Regions from separate parts of the Pan troglodytes genome. Here region 2 is linked to region 1. A link is a contact called in public Hi-C data. All regions are on one chromosome and are shown on one strand. Each heading gives the region's core, a stretch centred on a gene start, on an enhancer-like site or on the middle of the called end of the contact. The rest is flanking DNA. Distances are from core to core; before and after follow the strand shown.

Region 1 (6,333 bases), core at 2,356-4,855:
TTGAGACCAGCCTGAGCAACAGGATGAATCCTGTCTCTACAAAAACCACAGAACATTAGCCAGGCATGATGGTGCACACCTGTAGTCCCAGCTACCTGGAAGGCTGAGGTGGGGGGATCACCTGAGCCTAAGGGTTGGGGCTTCAGTGAGCATGATCATGCCACTGCACTCCAGCCTGGGCAGCAAAGTGAGACCCTGTCTGAAAAAACAAACAAACAAACAAACAAACAAGAAAACAAATAGACAAGCACAAAAGGGAATAAATTTTTGGCCTACATAACTTAAAAGGCAGGTGAGTCTAGCTTCAGGAATGGCTGGATCCAGAAGCTCAGGCTGGAGTACAGTAATGTGATCTCGGCTCACTGCAACCTCTGCCTCCTGGATTCAAGCTGTTCTCCTGCCTCAGCCTCCCAAGTAGCTGGGATTAGAGGCATGTGCCACCATGCCCAGCTAATTTTGTATTTTTAGTAGAGATGGGGTTTCCCTATGTTGGTCAGGCTGGTCTCAAGCTCCTGACCTCAAGTGATCCACCCACCTTGGCCTCCCAAAGTGCTGGGATTACAGTTGTGAGCCACCGTGCCAGGCCTGGTTCTGTTTTCCTCTGTGTGGGTCCACTCTTTTGGCCCAGCTGAACTAATCTTTTGTTTTTTTTTGAGACAAAGTCTCCCTCTGTTGCCCAGGCTAGAGTGAAGTGGCGCTATCTTGGCTCACTGCAACCTCCACCTCCTGGGTTCAAGTGATTTTCCTGCCTCAGCCTCCCCAGTAGCTGGAATTACAGGCGTGTGCCACCGCGTCTGGCTAACTTTTTTTGTATTTTTAGTCGAGATGGGGTTTCACCATGTTGGCCAGTCTGGTCTCAAACTCCTGACCTCAGGTGATCTGCCCGCCTCTGCCTCCAAAAGTGTAGGGATTACAGTCATGACCCAGCGCCCAGCCTGTTTTTTGTTTGTTTGTTTGTTTGTTTGTTTGAGACAGGGTCTTGCTCTGTCACCCAGGCTGGAGTGCAGTGCATTATCATAGCTCACTGCAGCCTCCATCTCCCAGGCTCAAGCAATCCTCCTGTCTCAGCCTCCTGAGTAGCTGGGATTATAAGCAGGCACCACCACGCCCAGGTAATTTTTTTATTTTTAGTGGAGATTAAATCTCGCTATGTTGCCCAGGCTGGTCTCAAGCTCCTGGGCTCAAATGATCCTCCTGCCTCGGCCTCCCAAGTTCTGGGATTACAGGCATGAGCCACAACACCCAGCCTGGCCTGAACCAATCTTGATGGCCAGCACAATGGGCTATGCTGATTGGCCAAGACTTCCACCTTAGGGAGGGGTGTTTGTGTGGTGGGACAGTGGTGAGACCAGCCATTCACATCTCACAGACTGAAAGTCAGAACCAGTGTTCCCCAAATAAGGGTTGTTGACACTAAAAAGTTGAGGGAGTGGGTGGGGTTGAGAGAAGGAATATGCTTGTTAGGCAAAAAGTATAGGAGCTTACCAAAGTGCGCAAAATCATATCAAGAAGGAAGATGGCCGGGTGCGGTGGCTCATGTCTGTAATCCCAGCACTTTGGGAGGCTGAGGCGGGCAGATCACCTGAGGTCAGATGTTCAAGACCAGCCTGGCCAACATGGTGAAACCCTGTCCCTACTAAAAATACAAAAAGTAGCCGGGTGTGGTGGTGGGTTCCTGTAATTCCAGCTACTTGGGAGGCTGAGGCAGGAGAATCACTTAAACACCAGAGGCAGAGGTTGCAGTGAGCTGAGTCTGTGCCACTGCACTCCAGCCTGGGAAACAGAGACTCCGTCTCAAAAAAAAAAAAAAAAAATCCCATAAAAATTAGCTGAGCATCATGGTGCATGCCTGTAATCCCAGCTACTTGGGAGGCTGAGGTAGGAGAATCGCTTGAACCTGAGAGGCGGAGATTGCAGTGAGCCAAGGTCGCGCCACTGCACTCTAGCCTGGGCGACAGAGTGAGACTCTGTCTCAAAACAAAGATAAAGTAGGGCAGTGGCAATATCCAAGGCATTCTAAATGAAAATCGATATATATATATATATATATACATATATATATATTTAACATGAGCATTTTATTACCTGTTGTAAAGCATGAATCAAAGCATGTTTGGAAGATGTCAGCATCCCCTCCAGCCATCCTCAGTCCAATAAAATGTGTGCTTGTTGTGCCATTAGAGCCATCATCAATTCCCCCAGCTGACCTTCCTAGCTTCCACCCAGCCCATGCTCTGAAATCCCTGCAGCCTCCTGAATATAAACTTTCAATATTGGTGGTTGGGGGTCCCTATCTTGAGGGAGGGAGGGTTAGAGTCCCTCCTGCTTCCCTGGCTTACCACTCTGCCATCGGGGGAGTCTCTGCTCCTTCCTTCACTGCTGAGTCTTGATGGGATTTCTGGACCCTTCTGTTAGCACCTTGTTGCAAAATAGAGATCCTTGAACAAGACTGGACTGGAGAAGTATGCAGAGGGAAGGCTGAAGCTCTGTAACTCCAGTTCTTTGGGCTCAGGTATCCAGAGAATAGCAATATGCCCATTGCAAGGGAATGGGAAAAAACAGTCGTCGGCTGGACATGGTGGCTCACGCCTGTAATCCCAGCACTTAGGGAGGGCGAGGCGGGTGGATCACCTGCGGTCAGGAGTTCAAGACCAGCCTGGCCAACATGGTCTTTAGTCTCTACTGAAAATAAAAAAATTAGCTGGGCGTGGTGGCGCCTGCCTGTAATCCTAGCTACTGGAGAGGCTGAGGCAGGAGAATGGCTTGAACCTGGGAGGAGGAGGTTGCAGTGAGCCGAGATCGCACCACTGCATTCCAGTCTGGGCGACAAGGGCAAAACTCGGTCTCAAGGAAAAAAAAAAAAAAAAAAGAAGTTAAGGGCAACAGCTAGGTTTATGGACTGAGAGAGCCGATTGCAGGGCTCAGGTCTTAGCTAAGATAACTTTCCGCCTCCCTGTCTGTGGTGGCTGCAGGAGCCTCCCTCCCTAATGTTCTGTGGCTGGCCACTGGTCTTATTTACCGCATCACATTTACCTCCATCTGAAAAGTTCTTGGTTATTTGTGTGCTATGTCTGCCCCCTCTCTGACTGTACACTCCATAAGGGCAGGGATCACCTCTGCTTGTTCACGCCTGTACTCCAGTTTGCCTGGCACATAGTAGGTGCTCAGTAAATATTCCTTGAATGAATGAATGCATGAGTGACCAACGCCCTAGTCTGTTTTCAGAGCTCTTAGAGCTCCAAATCCAGGTTCAACTTGGGGTGCCACCAATCCTTGCGGGGCGGGGTGCCTGGCCCCACCCTTGTGAATTGGGAGGATCTGGGTCAGGCCGTCTCCCTCTTGGGGGCTCCAGTGCCCCAGCCGATCCGCGGTCCTTGTCCAACAGCCCAGAGGCCGCTGTCCAGCGGGCCAGGAGGCGGATCACTGCGCCGGCGCTGAAATTTCCACTCGCGCTCCACTGCCCTTCCCGCGGGCCCCGAGCGCGCGCCGGGGCGCGCGCATGCGCCTTCGCCCCCGCGCCGCGCGCCGCTCCTGTGCGCCTGCGCCGCGCTCACGACCGCCGGCGCGCCTGCGCACTGCTCGCCGCCCGTGGGCCCAGCCAGCGCTTGCGCAGTGGCACGGGCGAGTGGGGGGGCGAGGAGGTGGAGGAGGAGGAGTAGGAGGAGGAGGAGGTGGCGGCGAGAAGATGGCGACTTCGAACAATCCGCGGAAATTCAGCGAGAAGATCGCGCTGCACAATCAGAAGCAGGCGGAGGAGACGGCGGCCTTCGAGGAGGTCATGAAGGACCTGAGCCTGACGCGGGCCGCGCGGGTAAGGGGGCTGCCCGCGCCGACCCTTCAGGGCCGGCGGAGGGAGGGAGGGGGCGCGTGTCCGGCGCGTGCACGGGGCGGGGTGGGGGGGGGGCGCGGCGGGGGCGGGGCGCGCGCGGCGGGGGCGGGGCTTGGCACGGCCCGAGGGGGACAGGTGTCCCCACGCCCCGGGCGTCGTGGGCGGGACAGGTGACCCCACAAAATCCATACCTGATGGGGTACAGGTGCCCCGCATCACTGCTCCCCGGAGGAGACAGGGGCCTCTATATCATTACTACTAGGAGGGAACAGGTGCTAGTACCTCGTCGTTACCTGACAGGGGACAGGTGTCCCTACATCATTGTTACCCGAGGGGGACAGGTGCCCCACATTATTACTACCTGGAAGGGACAGGTGCCCCCGCATCATTGCTACCTGGGGGGGCAGGATGACACAGGTGTATGAGCTGGGTGCTGCTTGCAAGCACCATTGGTAGCTGGGGGTGAGGGTGCAAGTGCCCCCGCATCCTTGCTACCTGGGAGGGACAGATGCCCTCCCATTCTTGCTACCTGAGGGGGACCGGTGTCTCTACGTCATGGTTACCTGTGCCTTTACTCCCTGGGTGTTGGGGGAGGAACAGATGTCCCCACTTGCAGAGCTGAGGTGGGACAGGGATCTCTCCCTCTTGGACAGCTGAGGGAATGGTCAGATCCTGTCCCCCAGGGGGTCCAGAGGGGGGCCAAGAAGGCAGATTGTGCTCAGTCCTGGAACTTGGAGTTGAGACAGCTGCCCCATCTCCATGTAGCCCATATGGTGGGGGCCAGGTGATGTTCCTCCCAGTGGAACAGGGGATGCTGACCACAGCCCCTGCCCTCTCAGGACCAGGGTGGAGGGCCAGGTCTGCCTCAGGTGGCTGGGCGCATTTGGTGTGCAGGGGCAGGCCAGGTTCTGCCAGGCTCCTGGCTGGCAGAGCAGATACCCCGCAAATCTCACATGGGAAGTTGCTGTGGGCCAGGAGCAGGGGCTTGATTGGGGCTGGTGTCTGAGCACGGCAAGGCACCCGAGTTCCTCAGGCCTCAGTTTCTTCCCTTGTCAGGCATCCTAGCAAGACCTTCCTCTTGGGTCAGGGTGGTGAGCACACTTTGCAAAGGTGATGCTGAATCTCCACTTTGTTCTTGCAGTGTGGTGAGACCTCTCTCCTGCATCCTGGGGCCTTGGGGAGGGTTTGGGTGGGCTTTGCAGATGCTCATATCCCTGGTTTCCAGATTCAGCCACTGATGTGACTGGCTCAGGTGGACTTAACCTCAGTCTCTGATTCCTTAGGTAGCACTTTCAGTCTGTGTTACTTTGTAACTAGTTGTTTGTTTCTCTGAGAGATTGTGACCTTATAGACTAGGATTTGTGTCTTCATTTCTGTGTTGGTAATGATTGGGAGCTCACTGTCACCCAGGTACTGCTTTAGGCATGCTCGGTGAGTGTGCCACATCTGTCCTCCCAGCTCCAAGCAGCTACATTCTTGCTCAGGATGTACAGAAAGAGATGGCTGGTGAATGAATGAATGAAAAAAAAATAAGAAAATGGCCAGGTGTGGTGGCTCATGCCTGTAATCCCAGCACTTTGGAAGGCTGAGGCAGTGGATCACCTGAGGTCAGGAGTTCGAGACCAGCCTGGCCAACGTGGTGAAACCCTGTCTGTACTAAAAATATAAAAATTAGCTGGACGTGGTGGTAGGTACCTGTAATCCCAGCTACTGGGGAGGTTGAGGTGGGAGAATCACTTGAACCTGGGAGGTGGAGGTTGCAGTGAGCCGAGATCATGTTACTGTACTCCAGCCTGGGTGACAGGAGTGAAACTCCATTTCAAAAAAAGAAAATAAGAAGAAAGTGTGCAACTTGAGCATCCTTCCACGTGAGTGTCCCCCACATATCAGGGCTTCTGAGGCAGGAGTGGCCACTTCTTTTTGTCTCCAGCACATGGTGTGTGCTGGCGTGCAGTTGTTGTCAAATGTTTGCAGTGTGACCGGAAGAAAGGGGTCACGGTAGGTTCATGGGTGTCATTCTGATTAGAAGTCCAGTTTCTGCGTGGGATTGGAAATAGATTATTGTTGTTGAAAACATCTCTTTAAAATAATAGCTTTATTGAGATATGATTCACACATCATACAATTTACTTGTTTAAAGTGTACAGTTTGGTGGTTTTTAGTATATTCACAGAGTTGTGCAACCACCCCTATTTTGTAATTCCAGAACACTTTTTATCCACCCAGAAAGAAACCCCGTCCCCATTAACAGTCACTCCCCATTCCCCCTCCCCTAGCCCCTGCCAAGCACTAAGCTGTCTTCTGTCTCTGTGGGTTTTCCTATTCTGGGCATTTTATATAAATGGAATCACACAACACGTGGCCTTTTGTGACTGGCATCTTTCACTCAGCATCATGTTTTCGAGGTTCATCTCTGTAGTATCATGGATCAGTGCTTCGTTCCTTTTTAGGGTCAAGTAATATTCTGTTGTATGGATATATTGTATTTGTTTATCCATTCATCA
Region 2 (6,333 bases), core at 1,520-4,019, 150 kb after region 1:
TTGAGCACCTACTGTATGAGGCATCATTCTCTCCGTGGGGAAGATCATAATGAACAAGGCCAACACCCTGTCCTTATGGAACTACGCATTAAGAGAGTGACTGGTAGCTCATTTATTCCTCTCATATATATATATATACACAGAGAGAGAGAGATAGAGTGTATATATATATATACACACACACTCCCTATCTATATATAATAGAGTGACTAGTAGCTCATTTATTCTTATATATACAGTGTGTATATATATGTATATACACGCACTGTCTATCTCTGTCTCTATATATAATAGAGTGACTAGTAGCTCACTTATTCTTATATATACAGTGTGTATATATATGTATATACGCGCACTGTCTATCTCTCTCTCCATATATAATAAAGTGACTAGTAGCTCATTTATTCCTCTCATATATACAGTGAGATATATAATATACATCATATATATATATATATATATATATATATATACACTTTTTTTTTGAGACGGAGTCTCGCTCTGTCACCCAGGCTGGAGTGCAGTGGTGCAATGTTGGCTCACTGCGGCCTCCGCCTCCTGGGTTCAAGCAGTTCTCCTGCCTCAGCCTCCCAAGTAGCTAGGATTACAGGCACACACCATGCCCGGCTAATTTTTGTATTTTTAGTAGAGACGGGGTTTCACCACGTTGGCCAGGCTGGTCTCGAACTCCTGACCTCGGGTGATCCACCTGCCTCTGCCTCCCAAAGTGCTGGGATTACAGGTGTGAGCCACAGCCTTCTTCACTCTTTTTCAGGGACAAGACATAGTGGCTCATACCTATAATCACAGCTCTTTGGAAGACTGAGGTGGGACGATTACTTGAGGTCAGGAGTACAAGACCAGCCTAGGAAACAGCAAAACCCCCATCTCTACAAAAAATAAAAAATAAAAATAACATTTCGGGGGGGCTCCTAGCATGCACTAAACTGTAGGAATATAAACAATGAATCAAAGTAGGTCTCCCTCTCCAAGAAGGCACAGTTTAAGGGGGAATACTGACAGACCAACAGATAATTTTAATATCATGCAAAGCTCTCTTTGGAACACATCCAGTGGAATTTGTAGACAAATTTCAGATCAATTTAGTAACACCTATCAGAGTTTTTAAAATTTATTTTTAGACAAGGTCTTGCTCTTTCAGCCTCCGAAAGTGCTGGGATTACAGGCGTGACACACCGCACCGGGCTCCATATATATCAGCAGCAACCATATATCATATGAGAATATGAGAGGAATAAATGAGCTACTAGTCACTCTATTTATATTAACATAAATAAATATATATTAATACACACACACACACACATAGGATCTCTGTCACCCAGGCTGGAGTGCAGTGGCACAATCCTAGCTCACCGCAGCCTCAAACTCCTGAGCTCAAGTGATTCTCTTGCCTCTACCTCCTAAAGTGCTGGGATTTCAGGAAAGAGCCACCTTGCCCAGGCTTCCTATGCCACCTTAATGGCAACAGAAACCCTAGGCTCAGAGAGGTTAAGTCACTTGTATAATTTCACACAGCTGGTAAGTGGTCAGGTCTAGAGTCCACCACAGACCATGTGCTTCCAGTTGTTTTGCTGTATACGTCCACTAAATAATAATCATAGCAAAAATAGTAATGGTATAATAACAGTGGCAGAGGCATCAGGAACAGCAGCAACCATCATTTCCAAGTGCCAGGCCCAGTACGTAAGACTATCCCCATTCATTTATTTTTACTTATTTTTGAGACAGGGTCTCGCTCTGTCACCCAGGCTGGAGTGCAGTGGTGCAATCTCGGCTTACTGCAGCCTCAACTTCCCAGGGTCAAGCGATCCTCCCACCTCAGCCTCCCTAGTAGCTGGGACTACAGGTGCGAACCACCACGCTTAGCTAATTTTTTTTTTTTTTTTTGAGACAGAGTCTCACTCTGTTGCCCAGGCTGGTGTGCAGTGGCACAATCTTGGCTCACTGCAACCTCCGCCTCCTGGGTTCAAGCGATTCTCCTGCCTCAGCCTCCTGAGTAGCTGGGACTACAGGCTCGTGCCACCACGCCTGGCTAATTTTTTGTATTTTTAGTGGAGACGGGGTTTCACCATGTTAGCCAGGATGGTCTCGATCTCCTGACCTCATGATCCACCCGACTCGGCCTCCCAAAGTGCTGGGATTACAGGCGTGAGCCACCGCGCTTGGCCTAATTTTTATATTTTTTGTAGAGATGGAGTCTCACTCTGTCTCCCAGGCTGGTCTCGAACTCCTGAGTTCAAGCAGTTCTCCCGCCTCAGCCTCTGAGTGTTGGGATTACAGGTGTGACCACCGCGCCGAGCCCCACTCCCTTTTTAAACCAATGCACAGGGAGCATCTACTATGTGCGAGGCACCCTCCATTTTACAGATGGGGAAACTGAGTTCCAAGCAGCTTTTGCCAGGAGTGGGAGCGCACCGTCCCTGCCCAGTCTCTCCAGTTGGGCGTTCCGAGACCACCTATGTAGGGTATTCGGCTAGCGCTCAATTAAACCGAAACACCGTCGCAGCGACCACAGGTGCAGACCACCAAGTCCACACCGCCAACCGCCCGGTCGTCCCTGATTAGCAGTTGGTGCGCGACCAAGTCCTCGAGCTGCCGCCGCAACGGCGGTTGAAAGCCCCACCCCCTGCGCGTGCGCGGTGCGCGTCCCGTCTTCCTGCTGGGCACCAGGCGTCCGCGAGGAGCGCGCGCGCTTCCGCCGGCGTCGGGCTCGCGCACGCGCACGGCGACGGCGGCGGTGGCGGCAGTTCCTGCTCTAGGCTGCGAGCGGCTGGCGGCTTCGAGGGGAGCTGAGGCGCGGAGGGGCTCGGCGGCAGCGGCGGCGGCTCGGCACTGTTACCTCTCGGTCCGGCTGGCGCCGGGGCGGGCGGTTTGGTCCTTTCCGGGCGCGCGGGGGCGACAGCGGCAGCGACCCGAGGCCTGCGGCCTAGGCCTCAGCGCGGCGGCGGGCTCGAGTGCAGCGCGGAACCGGCCCGAGGGCCCTACCCGGAGGCACCATGAGCGTGGAGGCGTACGGGCCCAGCTCGCAGACTCTCACTTTCCTGGACACGGAGGAGGCCGAGCTGCTTGGCGCCGACACACAGGGCTCCGAGTTCGAGTTCACCGACTTTACTCTTCCTAGCCAGACGCAGACGCCCCCCGGCGGCCCCGGCGGCCCGGGCGGTGGCGGCGCGGGAGGCCCGGGCGGCGCGGGCGCGGGCGCTGCGGCGGGACAGCTCGACGCGCAGGTGAGCGGCACATGGCGGCGCCGGAAGCCCGGGCCCGGCCTCGGCGCCTGAGACCTGCCCCGAACTCGCCTCGGGCCCGGCCTGTGTTTGCCCGGAGTACCCCATCGCGGCCGGGCCTGGGGCGACCTGCCCCGGGTCCCCTACTCTGGCTCGGCCTGAGCTTACCTGCCCCAGGTCCTGCAATCTGCCCGGGCCTGGCCTGATCTGCCCCGGGTCCCCCGCTCCGGCCGCGACCTGGCTGAGTTCCTTCGGCCCCCAACTCCTGGGCCGGGCAGACTTGCCTCGAGTCCTCCACTTCGTTCGGGTCCGAGCTAACCTGACCCTGTTCCTTTACCCCAGCTGGGTTTGCTCCCCCTCCTGGGCCCGGGCTGACCTGCCTTGTGTCCCACAACCAGTCTGGCCTGGAGTAACCTGCCCCCTGACTTATCTGAGTTCTTCCATTCCATCCGGGCTAGGGTGACCTGCCCTGGTCCCTCTTTCGCAGGTCTCGGTATTCTGCCTCGAGTTCTCCTACGACCTGGGCCGGGTCTTGCTCAGGCCGGAGCTTGAGTGACTTCCCTCAGTCCCTTTCCGGGAGTATCCAGGGTGACCTGCCCTAATCCTGTCTCTGGCCTGGTCCGGGGGTCCCGCCCGGTCTCCCCATTGGTGGGTCTGGCCGCCTGTCCCACCTCCCATCTGTGGTCGCAGCCATCTGGGCACCCCACCTTTCACAGTCACGGAGCGTAGGTTCGACTTTCCCCATGCATAGGGGCGCTGGCCAGCGGAAGGTTGAGGCAGAGAAGAATTTTTGCCTCCCATGGAGGAGCACATATTGGCTGGCTTATAAGATCATTCAGGAAGCAGGTTGTATTTTGTTTTTTCTTGCATCGCCTGTTGCTGAAACCGACCTGTTACATAACTTCACAACTCTTGCCTTGGAAAAGTTGGGTTTGAGTTTTGTTCTTCCAATAAGACAGCAATAATGGCTTTACATAAACGAGTCTGCCACGTTGGAAACTTATTTTTAATGATGTGGATGTTTAGAGAAGGTTACTTAGGTATTTTAAATGGGGGCTTGGGTTGGGAGAAGTATCGGGCATGCATTTCCTGGTCCTGGGTGCTGCTTGCCTGGGGTGGGAGAGGGGCTGGGAGGGGGTGGCGCGTGTTGCACCGGGGTCCTGGGGAATGTCCTCATCACCCTCTGGATTTCAGGTTGCTTTCACCTTAGGCTTGCTTTGTGCCTGACCTCTCGCTCAGGTTTATTTTCCTGAATGCTCCGACAGGAAGAAGCTCCGAGGCTTACCTTGGCACAGGTGTCCCTTGGCATATGCTGGTGTTTCAGAACTGGGGGAACCACTTCTTGCTCATCCAGAGTGAGCTCAGACCCTGTCCTTGCATGGGGGGCTTACGTGGTAGTCGATTGAGTCACTCTCGTGGGTAGACCACCCACTTGGGCTTTCTTTTAGCCCCTAATGGAAGCAAAAAACATTTGACTCATTCTAACCCCATATTCCTTAAAATAGAAGGTGGGGTGTGAGGAGAACAGGTGTGCACGTATGGGTGTTTTTTTCAGTTTTGTTTACATTTTGCGAAGGAAGGGAGGGAGAGAGGAGAGTTCTCCTGAAGGAGGGAGCCTGAGCTGCGGAGGCCCCACCTCCTTGTAGTTTTCATGCCCTGTAGACCTTTCTGCTTCCGCAGCTGTGAAATGGGGGTGGCAGTTAGATTTTTATTCCTTTTAAACATGAAGGAAACCTAGATCCATGTGTGAGTCGACTGTATAGGCTGTCTGTAATCTGACGTCCAGCCTGTCGGGGAGACTCGGTAAAGATCTCTGTGGAGCAGCGAGCCATGAGCGTGACAGCGCGGATCGGGGGGTTGGCTGGGTGTGAAAGGTAATCATTTTCTTGTGAATCCTTTTAACTGTAGCCAGCATAAAACAGCAAACCTGGGGCAGCCTTTAGTTCTGCTTTTGTTTCTGGCATTCCGTTTGGGGTTAATTGTGGGGCATGTCCTTCTCTTTCAGTTGAAACAATTGATTTTTTTTCCTGCACCTGAACACACTGGTCTGTACAAAAGGAGAGCATTAAAACGCTCCCCTGGAGGTAAACATTGCAGTTGAGCTCACTAGAATTCTGACGACATCAGAGGGTTTGTCCTGTGCTACTTTTAATTGACCCAGATGCCCCACCCACCTGTTACCTGTAATTTGGATTTGTTTGTGGGGAATGGGAGTGGCACCCCTTTGCATCACAAGGGGAAGAACGGAATTTGGGGGCAAGGAAGTCTATGAATATCATTCAAGGGAAAGCGGAAGAAAGTTATCTCTTGTGTGGATTGAAGGCAGTGTCTGCTAAGATATTTGGGAAGACTTTCCCTGTTTGTCCTCAGGAGTTGGCCGTGTAACCAGCTGTTAAGTTGGGGGCTCCTGGAAACTCTTATTCTGCTTTTTTAATTTTTATTTTACTGGGGAAGTGGCTATCAGCTGTCAAGTGCCCTGCAGTCACTTTTGCTTAGCGGCTTTATTGAAATAGAATTCACTTGCCACAACATACAATTTACCCATATAAAGTGTACAGTTCGGCAGCTTTTATTTAGTATATTCAGAGTTGTGCAGCCATTACCACAGTAAACTTTAGAACATTTTTGTCACCCCAGAAATAAACCCTGCACCCCTTAGCCTATCCGTCCTACCTCCACAGCCCCTGGCAACCACTCACCTGCTTTCTGTCTCAAGATGTGCCTGTTCTGGGCGTTTCACATCAACGGAATCATATCATATATGGTGTTTTGTGTCTGGCTCCTTTCACTCTGCGTGATGTGTGAGAAGTAGCTACAAGGTGAGCTTCGTAGCTGTTCCCTGGCCGAGCATTCAGGAAAATGAACCTGATCGAGGTTCATCCACGCTGTGGTATGTGTCATCATTTCATTCCTTTTTTTTTTGAGACAGAGTCTCGCTCTGTTGCCCAGGCTGGGGTGCAGTGGCGTGATCTTGGCTCACTGCAACCTGTGCCTCCCAGGTTCAAGCGATTCTCTTGCCTCAGCCTCCCCAGTAGCTGGGATTACAGGTGCAACACCACCATGCCCCGGCTAATTTTTGTATTTT

Evidence for each region. A called contact is a pair of places that touch in the nucleus more often than the background predicts.
Region 2: a Hi-C map of stem cell-derived neural progenitor cells shows a contact between it and region 1, with 1.5 times the contacts expected there. The contact joins the promoter of UPF1 here to the promoter of CRTC1 in region 1. A contact is called at or near these places in 1 of 7 Hi-C or Micro-C datasets (stem cell-derived neural progenitor cells) and 1 of 1 datasets of contacts at active chromatin or transcription factors (stem cell-derived excitatory neurons).

Annotation. Positions count from the first base shown.
Region 1 is chr20:21,332,776-21,339,108 of NHGRI_mPanTro3-v2.0_pri, forward strand. It overlaps CRTC1 (CREB regulated transcription coactivator 1), which reads left to right and starts at 3,606. Exons shown (of 14, transcript XM_024351528.2): 1 at 3,606-3,811. The coding sequence starts at 3,686.
Region 2 is chr20:21,483,289-21,489,621 of NHGRI_mPanTro3-v2.0_pri, forward strand. It overlaps UPF1 (UPF1 RNA helicase and ATPase), which reads left to right and starts at 2,770. Exons shown (of 24, transcript XM_016935541.4): 1 at 2,770-3,251. The coding sequence starts at 3,021.